Regions from separate parts of the Mus musculus genome. Here region 1 is linked to region 2. The links are chromatin contacts, called in public HiCAR-type maps. All regions are on one chromosome and are shown on one strand. Each heading gives the region's core, a stretch centred on a gene start, on an enhancer-like site or on the middle of the called end of the contact. The rest is flanking DNA. Distances are from core to core; before and after follow the strand shown.

The links. HiCAR-type assays count read pairs that join an accessible place to other places.
Region 1: a HiCAR-type map of astrocytes shows a contact between it and region 2, with 3 times the contacts expected there. The contact joins the enhancer-like site here to the promoter of Otulin in region 2. A contact is called at or near these places in 8 of 39 promoter capture datasets (the 3T3-L1 cell line, 3T3-L1-derived adipocytes, hippocampal neurons and 4 more), 11 of 484 Hi-C or Micro-C datasets (B cells, bone marrow-derived macrophages, centroblasts and 5 more), 6 of 115 datasets of contacts at active chromatin or transcription factors (CD8 T cells, astrocytes, bone marrow-derived macrophages and 2 more) and 2 of 9 other capture datasets (adipose tissue and liver).

The regions. Positions count from the first base shown.
Region 1 is chr15:27,572,227-27,578,899 of GRCm38.p6, reverse strand. All of the region lies in intron 8 of Ank (progressive ankylosis), which reads right to left. Among named protein-coding and RNA genes, the nearest start is that of Mir7117, 4.1 kb to the right of the region's middle. Within about 2 kb of position 2,604, at least 47 of the 459 cell types and tissues checked have an H3K27ac peak or open chromatin away from gene starts, as enhancers often do. A contact at or near this core is called in astrocytes, where this site is marked.
Region 2 is chr15:27,627,556-27,634,468 of GRCm38.p6, reverse strand. It overlaps Otulin (OTU deubiquitinase with linear linkage specificity), which reads left to right and starts at 3,776. Exons shown (of 7, transcript NM_001013792.2): 1 at 3,776-4,011. The coding sequence starts at 3,860.

The DNA of each region.
Region 1 (6,673 bases), core at 1,355-3,854, 54 kb after region 2:
TATCTGGGTGGATCCAGAATGCTTCAGGTTCTAGCTGAGGGCCAATGCACTCCACAGCTGTCAGTTAAGATCCCTCTCCACACAGAAGGGCAGGCCTCTGGCAGCTCTCAGGGACTGGCAAGCAGGTTTTCTTGTCATTTGCCACATAGGCTGTTTCCCAATACTGTCATTCTCTGGGGGCTCAGAAGAGACGACACAATCCCTAAGAACGATTTGGTGGTGCTGTTCAGACCTCTTACTTGAGTCTGAAAAAGTGGCCCATCTGATCCAGAGCTCTGAGAACAGCACCCATGGAACAAAGCCCAGGGCACCTCCCTCTCCAGCCTGGGTTCTAAGGGCAGCTGCACGGGGTCATGCTGAGGCCCTGGCTGTTCAAGCCAGACACCCCGTCTGCTGACCCAAGACGGTGCTGAGTACTTCACATTGTCCCTGACCAAGAGATCTCTCACCGCAGCAAAGGTTCCCCGTGGCATCTTAGCCTTTGGACCAGATGCCCAGGGTCTTTATTGAGCTGGCTTTAACCTAAGCAGCCGAGGATGAGCTGAGTTTCTGATCCGATCTGTTTCTACCTCCGCCATGCTAGGATTATAGGCATAGGTCACCACTCCCAGTTTGTGTAGTGCAGGGGTGTGGCTCTGTGTCGCTAGGGAAGCCGCTCACCAAGTAACCATATCCCCAGCCCTGCATTTCCTGGTTTCTATGTAGACAGGCTGGCTTCAGGCTCACGAGGAGATCTGTCATTTCTGCACCACCATGCCCAACAAGTTAATATGAGAGAGAGACAGACAGACAGACAGATACTGACTTTCAGTTTCGCTGGGTCCTCACCTGCTCTGAGCAAGGAAATCAATCTGTTTCAGGCTTCCAAGGGGAGGGGCAAAGCTCTTACCAGAGCAGCGGCCAGGCACAGCATCCTGTGGTCTCTCTGACAGTTCTCGGGGTTTCAGTGGGGTTGGTCCCAGTCCCTTCTTCCTAATACTGTTCTCTTATCTGCTTCCCGGGATGGGTTTGGGGTTTGTATTTAAATTGTTCTAATAACATATTTTTTTTTCCTCGTAGCCACAGAACATCTTCAAACATGCTTCCTGGAAGTATATTAATTATCTTTCCGCTTCCTCACTCTCGGACAAGCCAAAGGGTTCCTGGTCTAGCTACTTTTCTCTAGGATTATTCTGGTCTTCAGTATTAAGTTGAGGATACCTGTGCAGTCTTGGTAGGCAGTGCCATGCCGTGGTGGGTGATGTGCTGAAACATAACCTCCACTGGGAGACTTTAAGTGGGTGGATGTATAATTTGAACAGTGTTTCAGGTGGGGCTTCAAGGAAGTTATTGGTTAGAGTGGACCCTGGTTGGGGAAAGACCAAACCCAAGCATAAACATACCTCCTGTCTCCTGCTATTTGAGGACCTTGACCACAGAATTCTGAGCCAAAATAAGTCTCTTTTCATTAAAACGTACCAAATTTATGGGCCATGTTATTAGCAATTGGACATATTCTAATACATTTTGTAAGTTTCAAGACAGGAGGCAGGATTTTGCAAGGACCCAGTGGAAGTATACTAAAAGAATAAAAACTAAGCAGTTACCTAAATCTAATCTTGGGGACTGTTGCTCTCAGATTTACACAAACCATCAGCCATGACACAATGAAGCTCCCAAGGGCAGGCCGAGTGCCTCCTGCAGGCTGAGTGCAGCCCCTGTAGAGGAAGGTGCAGAGCTGCCTGCAGTCTGAGTACTTCCTAACTAAGTGCCAAAGATGTCATATGTAACTAAAGAGATGGAAGCTGGAGAGTGGAAGTCTGATGAGTCAACCTTGTGGCCTCAGGTGACCACAAAAAGATTGCTTTCTTGGAGGAACATCAGTAGATTAAATTGCCAGGGTTACAGTGACCAAAGATTTACATCTGGATGTTTTAGAGCAATAGGAAGGGACAGTGGCCCAGGTGTAAGGATACAATTAGGATGGGTGAGGCCAGGCCTCTACAGCAGGAGAACTCATGATAGCCCCAAAGGCTTCTGAGTCTGCATCCACATGTTCCCTTTTATAAGAACACCAGCCACACTGGATTTGGGGCCAAGCTTGCCCATAGAACCTGAACCCCATTTCCAAATAAGGTTGCCTTCTGGGACGGGGGTCAACATTGCAGCATATGAACAGATGCACGTCGTCAACCCATGACAAATAGAGGAGAAAATCCCAGGCATGTTCATGGTCTCCCTCCTTTTTATTAACTGAGAGAGTTAACAGATAAACTACAGCTCAGGCAAGTAACCTAACTGATACCAGTTCCTGCTTCAGGCCCTCGTCTTCACCACGGCTCCGGCAGGTCAGAGTGACATCGATTTTAACTTCGTTTTGTGTACACGTGTGTGCGCATGTGTGTGCAGCCAGGAGTGTATGTGCAGACACGGGAGCCACTGGTTAACAGACACTGTCTCTCATCACTCTTCACCTTGGCTTTGTCCTCTCTGAACCCAGAGCTGGCCCATTTGGCTGGACCCGCTAGGCAGTTAGCCCCAGAGAGGTGTCCCTGCCTGTCCTTCAGACCACTGTGAGCGCCTGTGCATGGCTTTCATGTGGGTGAGATCAATAACTTCTCTTTGAAGAACCAGACCCTAAATTCCAACAGGTCCTGAGCTCAGATGCCCTTGTATCTACTATGGCATTCCAACGGGTCTGCTTCTTCCTCTGTCGTAGGTGGCAGTGACATACTCAGCTCACACCTGCCTTCTTCCCCAAGCAGCTCTGACTAGTTGAAGCTGAGGGCTTGGTTCTCATGTGAACAATGGGATACAGTGTGGAGGCCTGGCAGTCCTCCAAACTTGGCATGACCCAAGTGCCTTTGCATTCCACACTTGCATTCTTAACATGGGTCAGCTCACCAAAACCCAACCTTAGCCAAAAAACATTATGTCTAATTTACTGGTTTCTAAACTATACATCTGCAGAAATTCATCTGACGTTCACAACCTGTACTGGAAAGGCTCACAGCATCCCAGGGAGTGGGGGAGAGCTTTCTGGTTTGGGGGCTCCTCACCCTGCTGTTTTATGCACACCTATACCTCTGTCATTCTGTCCGTCTTCCCGTGGCAACCTCCCGTCTCTGACAAATCGACCGTTCCTCCCTCTCACCATCTTACCCTCTCCACTGTCTCCTCCCCATGATCCTTGCTTTCTAAGTGTCTGACTTTCATGGGGTCTGGCATTCAGGGGGTGTTGGGATGGCTGCGTAGGTTGTCCACTGCCCAGAAGTGCCTTGCCAGCTCCACCTGCCAAGATCCATTTGGATCGTTGCCTCTCTCCACTGTGTACAAAGGGGCCAGAGAAGGCCCCCAAGTCAGCCAAGTCCCTGCTTTGCATAGATTCTTTTCCACTTCTCCTGGAGAAGAGGGGCCCTGTTCTTGGCACCAGCTCCCCAAAACTAAAGCAGTGGAGAATCTAAAAAGAGAAATGCCCAGTGCTCTTAAAGGGCCATTTGTGAGGTCAGATGGAGGCCAGTCTACTGTTAGCAGCCGAAGCTGTTAGAGATCCTCTGTTCACCCACGATTTGTTGAGTCAGGAAGAGTTCAAAGGAGAAGGGATCCCCAAACGAGATTTGAATTAATGAGAAGAATTCTGTAAATTTAGCAGCCATATCTACTGGCTTTTATGGAGCTGGCCTAGGTTGTGGAAACAGGTGCTCTGACATCTGTTTCTGTGACACCTGTGCCCCGGCAGTATGACTGGGAAGACATGTGCCACTCTGGTGAGTGATTTTTTTTTTTACTTCAGCCCCAAATCTAGAGCCCATCAGGAAGTATGACAAGCATTGTGGGCATGCGTGAGGGAGAGCTTCGTGGGCATGCATGTGGTAAAAGCTTTGCAGGTATGCATGTGGGAGAGCTTCATGGGCATGTGTGTGGGACAGTTTCGCGGGCATGCGTGTGGGAGAGCTTTGTGGGCATATATCAGTAAGGATTTTCAGCCCAGGTTAGCCAGTTCCTTCCCCAGCAAGAGAAGTCTCCCTCATTGCCTGCTCGAGACTATCCTCTCCTCATGCTCACAACATAGTCTATCGAGATGAACAGCCTTCTAGGACTCACTAGTTGTCACAGGACTTAATAGTCACAAATGTGAAAGCAACTGTGGGTTCTGACAAAGTGGCAACTACACACATGGCTACCTATTCTTTGTGTTTGGCTCCGTATCTGGACCACTAGTTTGCACTTTAACCCCTCCTGTATGGCTACTGTACAGCATCCTCACAAGCAAACATCCCCTTGATACAGTTCTTGTGAATTTTTGTCCTCTTTTCTTTAGATAGCAGCTTGTGGGGATCCAGTCAAGTTGCTAATCCCAGTCTATTCCCTCCTTGTTCTTAGGGGATTAATTATCTGGCAATCTACTCTTTTGGACTGGGCCTTTGAGACCCACCAAAGATTCCAAACCTTTCTTTTATCTCACTGATCAGGTGGTCTGCAGACTAGACTGTTCTCCTATGAGGCATGATCGGAAGCATGAACAGCAGGATGCTAACATGTTACAGCAGCAAACGCTGTTTCCCTGCCTCACTCTCCTCCTGAATTCACTTCCTCACACAGAGCAGGCCCCATAGTGAGAGGTGGCAGCTGATTGGCTGATTCGTAGGTTATCATGGATGGGTAATGTAGCTCTAGGTTATGTAGATTTGCTTGTGAATGGCAAGAGAGTCAGACGACCAGTAGATGTGGAAGAATTAATGTGTCATGTGATATTACAAGGCACACACACACACACCCTGACAGTTAAAGGTTCGGTTTAGAACAACCTAATTTTACATTTTCTACATAAATTTTTACATAGAAAATTTAGCGTCAACTCCTCCAGCCAAGATGTTGGATCAACAGACTGAACCGAGCCACAAATTCAAATACTGTCACTTATAATGTAAAAAAAACTCTGTGCTTGGGTAGAGTCACTTATTCTAACTTGTTTCTTTTTCTGAAAATTAAAATCTTTTAAATCCTCATCTCCAAATCTCCTTCCAATAAGGGCTTCTGCATCCTTATGTCTAAGGTGGTCTCACACCGAGAGATCTGGGATTAAACATAAGAAATCAACATCTGCCTGGGAGAGAGTTATAAGTATTTCTCCAGATCCTGTCATTATTTTAAACTTGCTAAAGATCAAGTTTACAGAGGTTCAAATTATTGGCCATGAATCATAGTGAGGAAGGCTCTTCTCCTCTCAGGGGCGTGGGGTGTCCTCCATCACTCAAGCCCAGCTATGAGAAGGTATGTCCACATAAGAGAAGGTAGGTTGAGCCTTCGAGCCCCGAACTGTTGGCTCTGAGCAGATTAGGCTCAGTCCCAAAATCTGGCTTCAAGTCATCTTTTGACTCCAAGTCATTTAACAGTCTCCAAAAGCTGAGGTCTGTTCCTGGAACAGAAACTTCTCTGGTTTTTTTCCTAAAAATACCCTTTTGAGTAGTTTCAAAGTTGTTCAATGTTTTGCTAACATTTTAGGGAACTATGGAAAAACTGGCACACCATAGGAAGAAAGAAAAAAATGGCCAACAGGAGAACAGGTCACCTGGGGTCACTGGTCAACTCCAACTACAGATGTAGTCAGAACTTTCTTCCAAGCTAGGAGACTTGGGTTCAGTGTGTGTCACCCCACTTCACAGGGACAGGTGGCTGACAGGTAGTGTTGGTGGTGATGGGGCTTCAGGGTCTGATGTTGTGACTAAGTGGTTCCAAAGGCTTTCTGTGATTATATGTCTTGTGTTGTCAAACACGATTCAGATGTTGGACCAGACTGTAAGCTATAGGTTGTGAGTGGCCCCTGGAGGTTTGAAGCACACTCAGGGCCTGCTTCTCAAGGACAGTCAAGCGGAACAGTTCTGAGGGCTATGGTGAACGGGGCAGTCACTGTCTACCTGTTCCCAGGAAGATGCCTCAGCCCTTGGTCCTCTGTGTGGGCTGTTCACGATGACTGCAGAACGCATTCAGGCAGTCAGTGTACAGTATACAGTATACAGTATAAATGGATGTTAAGTTGTACAGGACTTCAGGAGTAGTATAGCCAAAGCAACAAAGGAAAACTGAGCTAAGTTCAAAAGATTCCTTGATCCCTTAACAATCTCACGGCACAGCTGCTGTGTGAGTTGGCTTGTTGTTCCTTGCCTTTCGCCAGTAGTAAGCGGTTAGACTGTCAGTCTTAGATTGTACAGTATGTCCTTTGACTTCTACAGCATGTACACCTTCCCTCACGCTTTCTGAAAATTGTCTTTCCACGTGGGGGCTTGGTAAAGCTAGGATGTGTTGTTTCCTTAAGAATGTACATCCAGACTCCTGGGAGGCAGAGGCAGGCAAATCTCTGTGAAGTCTAGGTTAGCCTGGTCTACACAGTGAGTTCCAGGCCGGTTTGTGCTACATAGTTAGACTCTGCTAAGAAGAGGAGGAGGAAGAGCAGGAGGGGGGGAGGAAGAAGGAGAGGGAGAGGAGGAAGAAGAGGAAGAGCATGTATATCCAGACACCAACAGCTCCCTGTTGTCCACTCTCAGACACAGCTGTGTCCTCTGTACTTATACAGACTTGATGGGGCTCAGGAGAGGCCCTCATAATATGGCCAAGTAAGTCAGCTGTATCAGTACAATGTAATTAGGAAAGCCATTTCTAGAGAAAATATACTAATTCAATTATGGATGGGGGC
Region 2 (6,913 bases), core at 2,527-5,026:
CTCTTCTCCCACTGGGCACAAAGCCTGCCCTACTTTCTGTAGGAAGGACCAGATGTAACTACTTCTCTTTCATCTTAGACGTTACATCCTGACATCCACATTTGGGCTCCCTTCCCCCTAAAACTTCACTGAATTTGGGAGATACTACTCCATACCTATGACATTGAAGCATTACCAATAGATCCAGAGTGGCTGCTACCAGCAAGGGCAGGGGAAGGAATCTGGTCAGGCAGTATAGGGAGGGGTCCTGGAAAAGGACAACTCAGTTTCCTGACCTTGGTAAGCAGTTCACTTTTGGTCTGAAGCTGGCACTGTTAACAGGAGTTCTGTCCTGGCTGGAGGCCAGACATGCCCCAAACCATTCATGTGTCTTGGCTCACGTTCTGGTTTCTTAATCCTTTTTTTCTCCTTGTATATAATATGGTAGTTCACTTTGTCAAGTCGATATGATCTAGTATCACCTGGTAAGAGAGTCTCAGTGGGGAGCTGTCTAGATCAGGCTGGTCTATAAGGAAGTACGGGAAAATAGTCTTAATTATGCTAAGTTGTGGGGAAAGAGAACCCTAAATGTGGGCAACACCACTGCTTAACTTTGGAATCTGGATTATATGAATCATGATATAGTAACCTGAGCACAGGTAAGTCCACATTTGGGTATTTTTTTTTTGTTTTGTTTTGTTTTGTTTTGTTTTGTTTTTTGAGACAGGGTTTCTTTGTATAGCTCTGGCTGTCCTGGAACTCACTCTGTAGACCAGGCTGGCCTCGAACTCAGAAGTCCACCTGCCTCTGCCTCCCAAGATAAGTCCACATTTATTCTTTCTCTACTCTTAACTGTGGAAGAGACTACGTGCTTCAGGTTCCTGCTGCCTAGACCACCCTGCAATGATGGGCTGTAACCCAAGAATTTTGGTCCAAAATAAGCCTCTCCCTCCAAGTTTGTTTCTTTTCTTTCCCTGCCCCTCCCCCACCCCCACCCCACCCCCCAACAATGGTGAATACAACTAAGAGGCATAACCACCCAAGGAGTAAGATCCTGGGAGGGAGACTATTTGTCCTGAAGGTGTGTCCAAAGCTCCAGGCCACCCACCAGATGGAGAAGCACACAAACAAGCCATGGGTAGGCCAACTGCCCTGATCAGCTGACCTTCTCATGCTTCACCCTAGTAAAGCCTTACTAAGAAAGGCCTTGGTCACAACCTTTCTTAGGATTCTCCTGCTACACACACACACACACACACACACACACACACACACACACACACCCCTCACTCCTTTCTAATCTCCACCCTTAAATTCATTCTTCGAGTTTTCTGGAAACTCCTTGACTTGGGTGCCTGTTGGTTTTCTAGGATTTTAGCCCCCTGAAGTTATGGAGTGCTGAATTTAAAGACATCCTTCACTTTCTTCCCATTTCACTCCTTCCTGCCTATTATCACCAAATGTGATGGATACATATGAGATTCTGTGGGTGTGAAATGTGAATGTGGAAACTGCTAAGGGCTAAATTACAACTCAGAGCCCAAGAGCTAACGTAGTTCCATCTGGGCAATAAAGCTTATTTCTGAATTCTTATTTTGAATTCAGGCTCTTTACCTGTTAGACTCGTTGCAAACATATTTAGTGTGGTAAAATTTTAGATATCTTCATCTTGAGCCTTGTATTAATTTCCTCAGACTATTGTAACAAAAAACAACAAATCAGAGGGCAAACAACAGAAAGTTAAAGTTTTGGAAGCTGAAAGTGTGCTGTGAGATTGCTGGCAGGGTTAAGCTTTAGCCAAAGAGTCTTTGGATAGCCTTTGTTTGCTTTATCTTAGCTTCTGGTAAGTTCCATCATTCCTTAGGTTTTAGCTGCGTTCCTTCAATCTCTGTCTTCTTCCCCACATGGCTTTATTCCCTCTGCTGTTTATCTGTCTGTGTGGTCAGTCTCTCCTCTCAAAACACCAATCAATAGCTTTACAGGACACCCCAATCCAACATGACATCACCTTACTAATCTCATAGACAGAGATTCTTCCCCCATCCCCCGGCCCCCCGAAGTCAGATTGGGATGTTCCAGATGGACGTGAACTGGGTGATGACCTACTACAATCCTTCCTCCTTAAGTTCCTCAACCAGTTTGCTTACCATTTTATGCTTTGAATTTTCAGCAGGTGTGTTTCTTACTTTTTAAAGAAAAAAAAAAAAAAGGAAAAGAACACCTCAGAGTTATTTGTCTCAAGACAAACGTTCTTTCTTTCTTTCTTTCTTTCTTTCTTTCTTTCTTTCTTTCTCTTGTTTTTGTTTTTGTTTTGTTTTGTTTTGTTTTGTTTTTTTGAGGCAGGGTTTCTCTGTGTAGCCCTGGCTGTCCTGAAACTCACTTTGTAGACCATGCTGGCCTCGAACTCAGAAATTCGCCTGCCTCTGCCTCCCAAGTGGTGGGATTAAAGGCGTGCACCATCTCACCCAGCACAAATGTTCTTTCTATAGTTTATCCTCTTATGTTCCCACCTCCCCGAGTTTATCTTTACAGGTTCTTTACAAAGAACATAGCCCTCCCCTGAAAGAAAGTAAGATAGTTTAGTCTGGAGCCAAGGAAATATGAGGCACAATGGTCCAGGAACACAGATTTGACTTATTCCAAATAGTCTCCATATGCTCCAGCCTAATGGCTTCCTTGCTTTTTTGTTTGTTTGTTTGTTTTTTTAAATAGTAACAGAACAAATCAAACATTAAGTCAAAGGTCTTTCTAAAACGCATCAGGTAGATGGTAGAAATGTTTGTTAAATGTTTGTTATGTGATCTGATGTTATTCTGGCCGTAAGTCTGTAGATCCCAATGATTTACCTAAAAGCTATAATGAGGTTGGCAATAAATGGCTATTAAGGAGAACTGAAGATCGCCCAAGACTGTGCAGCTTACTCCTAATCGGTAATATTCTAGCTCTCCATAATCAAGGACGTTTTAATCACCCAATCAGCCTTGGGGATGTTTAACACTAGTGTGCTCCCCTCACCTCTGAACATCAGTTTAGTCCTATGCTTTAATATTTAACTGCAGGCAAAAATGATCTTTCATAAATGGCCTTATAGAGAGAACACGGAAAAGACGAAGCTCAAGCTTATCAATCTAAACTTGGCTTTTTATGATCTGACTTCCAATCTTACTTTTCGGTTCTGCCCCTGAACCTATCTGCAGGCTTCCGAAATGTCCCTGCCTCGCTATTGCTCCATACTCGGGTTCTGCCTCAAGGCTGGAGCCATGCCTACTAACTCACCCACTCTCCCCGGCTTCTGCGCCTCCACGGTCATACCTTGGAAATCTGTTAATGTCAGCCCTTTACTCTTACTCTTAAATCGATCACATGAAGCAATCTAATTCAAGATGGCACAGAATGTTGTGCTTGCTCAACTACGACCCCACAGCCGAGGTCAAGGCCACGTGGGCTCCAGAGGCCGCGCTGGCACTGAGGAACGGTGCCAGCAGAACTTTTAGGGGACCAAGGATGAAGTTCTGTACCGAGGTAAGTACTACCCGGCATCCTAACTCTCTCAACTCCACACCGCCCAGCCGCGTGTCCTGCCCAGCCTCCAACATCCCCCAACACCACCTACTGAGCCCGGACATGCGCAGTGGGCACACGGCGCGGGCCGCTCCAGGCTCCGCGGCTCAAATCCGCTCTGCGCAGGCGTCCTCCCTCCATTCCCAGCCCCGCCCGTTCCAGGTCCCCTAGCCTCTCGCCACGCCCCCTTGCTGCAGGTCAAAGGTCGCGGGGCGGGCCACAGTGACGCTTACGGAAGCGCTCTGCGGACCTCGCGGGGTGCGGGGCAGCGCAGCCACGGCTCCGGACGGCGGGACGGCAGGGCCCGGCGTGGCCGCGGATGAGTCGGGGAACCATGCCCCAGCCCGGAGCGTGGCCCGGTGCAAGCTGCGCCGAGACGCCGGCGCGCGAGGCCGGGGCCGCGGCGCGGGACGGCGGGAAGGTGACGGCCGGCGCGCAGCCCCGGGCCGCGACGCGATGCCCGGCCGAGCAGTGAGTGAGCGGGGCGGGCGTGGGAGCGGGCGCGGGCGCGGGGCTGCGTGGGTTCCCTCGGTTTCAGGTCGGCTACCCAGACCGAGCAGTAGAGAGTCGGGAGTGTGGACCCTGTCACAGCTCGGTCACCCAGGCCGCCACACTCCCGCTTTGACAACTGTCCAATCCTGAAGTTAGGGAAAGCGCTAGGAATTTGGGAAAGAAATCCAGAGAGGCCCCTTTAATGATCCACTGACTCCCTGTAGCTCTTTTCCCCTAACCTAGCTCGGAGGAAGTGAGTTCGCCCCAGTAACAGCCACAGAATTGTCCTGCGATGTCACCACTTGAAGAGTTTCCCACCTGTTGGACAGACTTTGGCCACAGGCTGGCCCTCTCCGTTTTACCCCGTCAGACCCTGGCTAGGTATTCCTACCACTCTTTGCTTTTACACACACACACACACACACACACACACACAGGCACACAGTTTTAGAGCAGTTCCTTATTGACTGTGAAGAAAAACAGTAAGTTAGAAGCGATTTCACTGTGCAGGGTTTGGAGGTGTCTACTGAGTTCGTGGCACAGTTCTAGATGTCTTTGGACTTAGAAAATCAAAAGCTCCGACAGTCAGTTTTCTTATGATCCAAAAGTTAAAGCATAAGGTGTGTCTAGATGGACCTTTAGAGCTCTTTCAATTTCCTAAGAAGGGGTCTTTTGAAGCCTTGTTAAGGAAGACGGGATATAATAGCAGCTCAGTTGTGAGGTGCTTTGCGGTGGGCTTTGACCGCTTTCGTTTATTGAGCGCCCGAGTGTGATGGTAATTATTCCTGTAATGAGCTAGTGGTAACAGGAAAGGTATAGAGTGGGAAGCCTTAACCTTCTCTAAGAGCTAGGCTGCCAATTAGCGTTAGTGACATTGTCTGTTAGCTTTGGGACTTGGGGAGCTTTTAGCTCTTTATTTGGGTCAGCATTATCTAAGCTTCAGCCATAGTTGCTGTAGTCAATGAATCTAGATAGCCTGGTTTTTTTAAATGAAATGTCCTGATTCTTAAGTAGGGACACTTATTTTTCTTTCTATTGAGCTCCTTTATATTACAGGGCCATGTTTGAGTTGGTCTAGTCTGTGGTTGCCAGGTTGAAACTGTCTAGGTTAGAGATGTCTCTTTCCTCTGCTCTTCCTCTGCTTCCTGACGGCTCTGCCTTTCAGCCTGCTTTCCTAGTCCATTCCTTTCCTGGATGCCCAGCCTTTTAAGCCCTGCACCTCAGTCTTACCCTAGCAGTTTCACATGCCTTGAAAGATACCTGAGCCTTTGAGGCCAGAACCACATTCTCCAACGTACACACAGTTGTTTGGAAGGTTTTCTGGTGTGGTGGTTCTCACGAACACCTTGGGGAACGGACCTCAAAGGGAAGGAGTCTTCACACTGCTGTTAGTCTTAAAGCTGAAACCTGGGTTTGTCATCTCACTCTTGAGGAAACAGGTGCGGATTGTGTTGTTAGGCAGGGAGAAACAGGTAGGAGATTTTAAGACCATGGTTCTTGACACCTCCCCCCCCCCCCCCAACTCCCTACCCCTTACCCCCTTCTTCTTGACCTCCTCAGCAACACTGGACAGAGAGGCATGGCTTATAACCACGCCTATGTTTGTAATTTGAATGTTATTAGCTGTTTCTTTTTTTCCTTACTGCCTGTGTTGGCTTTAATTGACCCATTTTCTCTTGACTCTTCAGGTGTGGAAATGAGGCTAGTGTATAGTGTAACTCACAAGTATTACTGGTTAATACACCACACTGCTAGACCATTTTGCCTTTCTGACTCAGCCTTACATGAGTAGTGGATTGGGCTCTTTCTCTCTGTGGGGCTTTTCTAGGGTCCCGTATCAGAGAAACAGTAAATAGTTGACAGTGTAATATGTGCGTATGTGATATAAGCCGCTTAATAGTTTGGCTATAAATTTAATGCTGTTAAGAATGTGCGTTTAAATCTGTGTTAGGCTCAGGGGTCAGACCTCTCCACTCAGAGTTATTGAAAATATTTTTACCTTAAAATAGGGACCATGGTGAGATTGGATATGATTTGAGATATGCTATAGCGTTATTTTTACTACATTTGAGGGAGATTGGTTATGAGTGTAAGTCCTAGGCAGCCTACAGGTGAATTATGAACTTGGGGTTTGGCTCTAGTAGCTCAGCTGTTCTGATTTCTTTTTAATAAGCTCACCGCATTTCACAGGGGAAAGGACTGGGGAAGAGGGACACCCAAACCACATGTATACACTGCCTCCTGCACAAGCCCCAAGGGATGGTCACTGTAAAGCTGGGAGTCCCATTTGAAGAGGCCTGACATTAGACCAGAGTAACTGACCTTGTGCAGGTTCCCCGGCTGCTCACATCACAGGCCTCCTTTGCTCCATCTTCCCTTCCCTTCATCCTTTCATGTGGGGAACCCTTAGACAGTCATACCACGCTATCCTCCTCAAGGGCGTGACCAAACCGGAAGTGGTTAGGGAAGTCACAGACTACCCCGTGCGCCTTCTCAGTCTACTTGAGGATGGGACTGGGGTTTACTCTGAGATTGATGCTGGGTATGCTCTTGTATGGAGGCATACCAGTCGTCTGGGAAGCCCGATGAAATTGAGTGCAAACTTGTGTTTCTAAGCTAAGGTATTCTTCAAGGGTCTGCGAGCACACTCCTCTATGTGTTAGGCTGTTTGCAGGGATTGTCAACCCTCGTTTATGCTGTTTTCTGTCCTTGCCCAGCCTAGCTTCCAGAGTGGGGTAAGAAGGCGTGTAGCTGTGGGGATGTAGTGGACTCCCTCTCCTTTCCTCACGCAAGGAAGACCCCGCTTGAGGAGTCACCCAGGATGTTTCCAGACCTCCTTGTTGCAGGCAGCTGTGTTGTCCTTATGCGCTTCTGGAAGTCA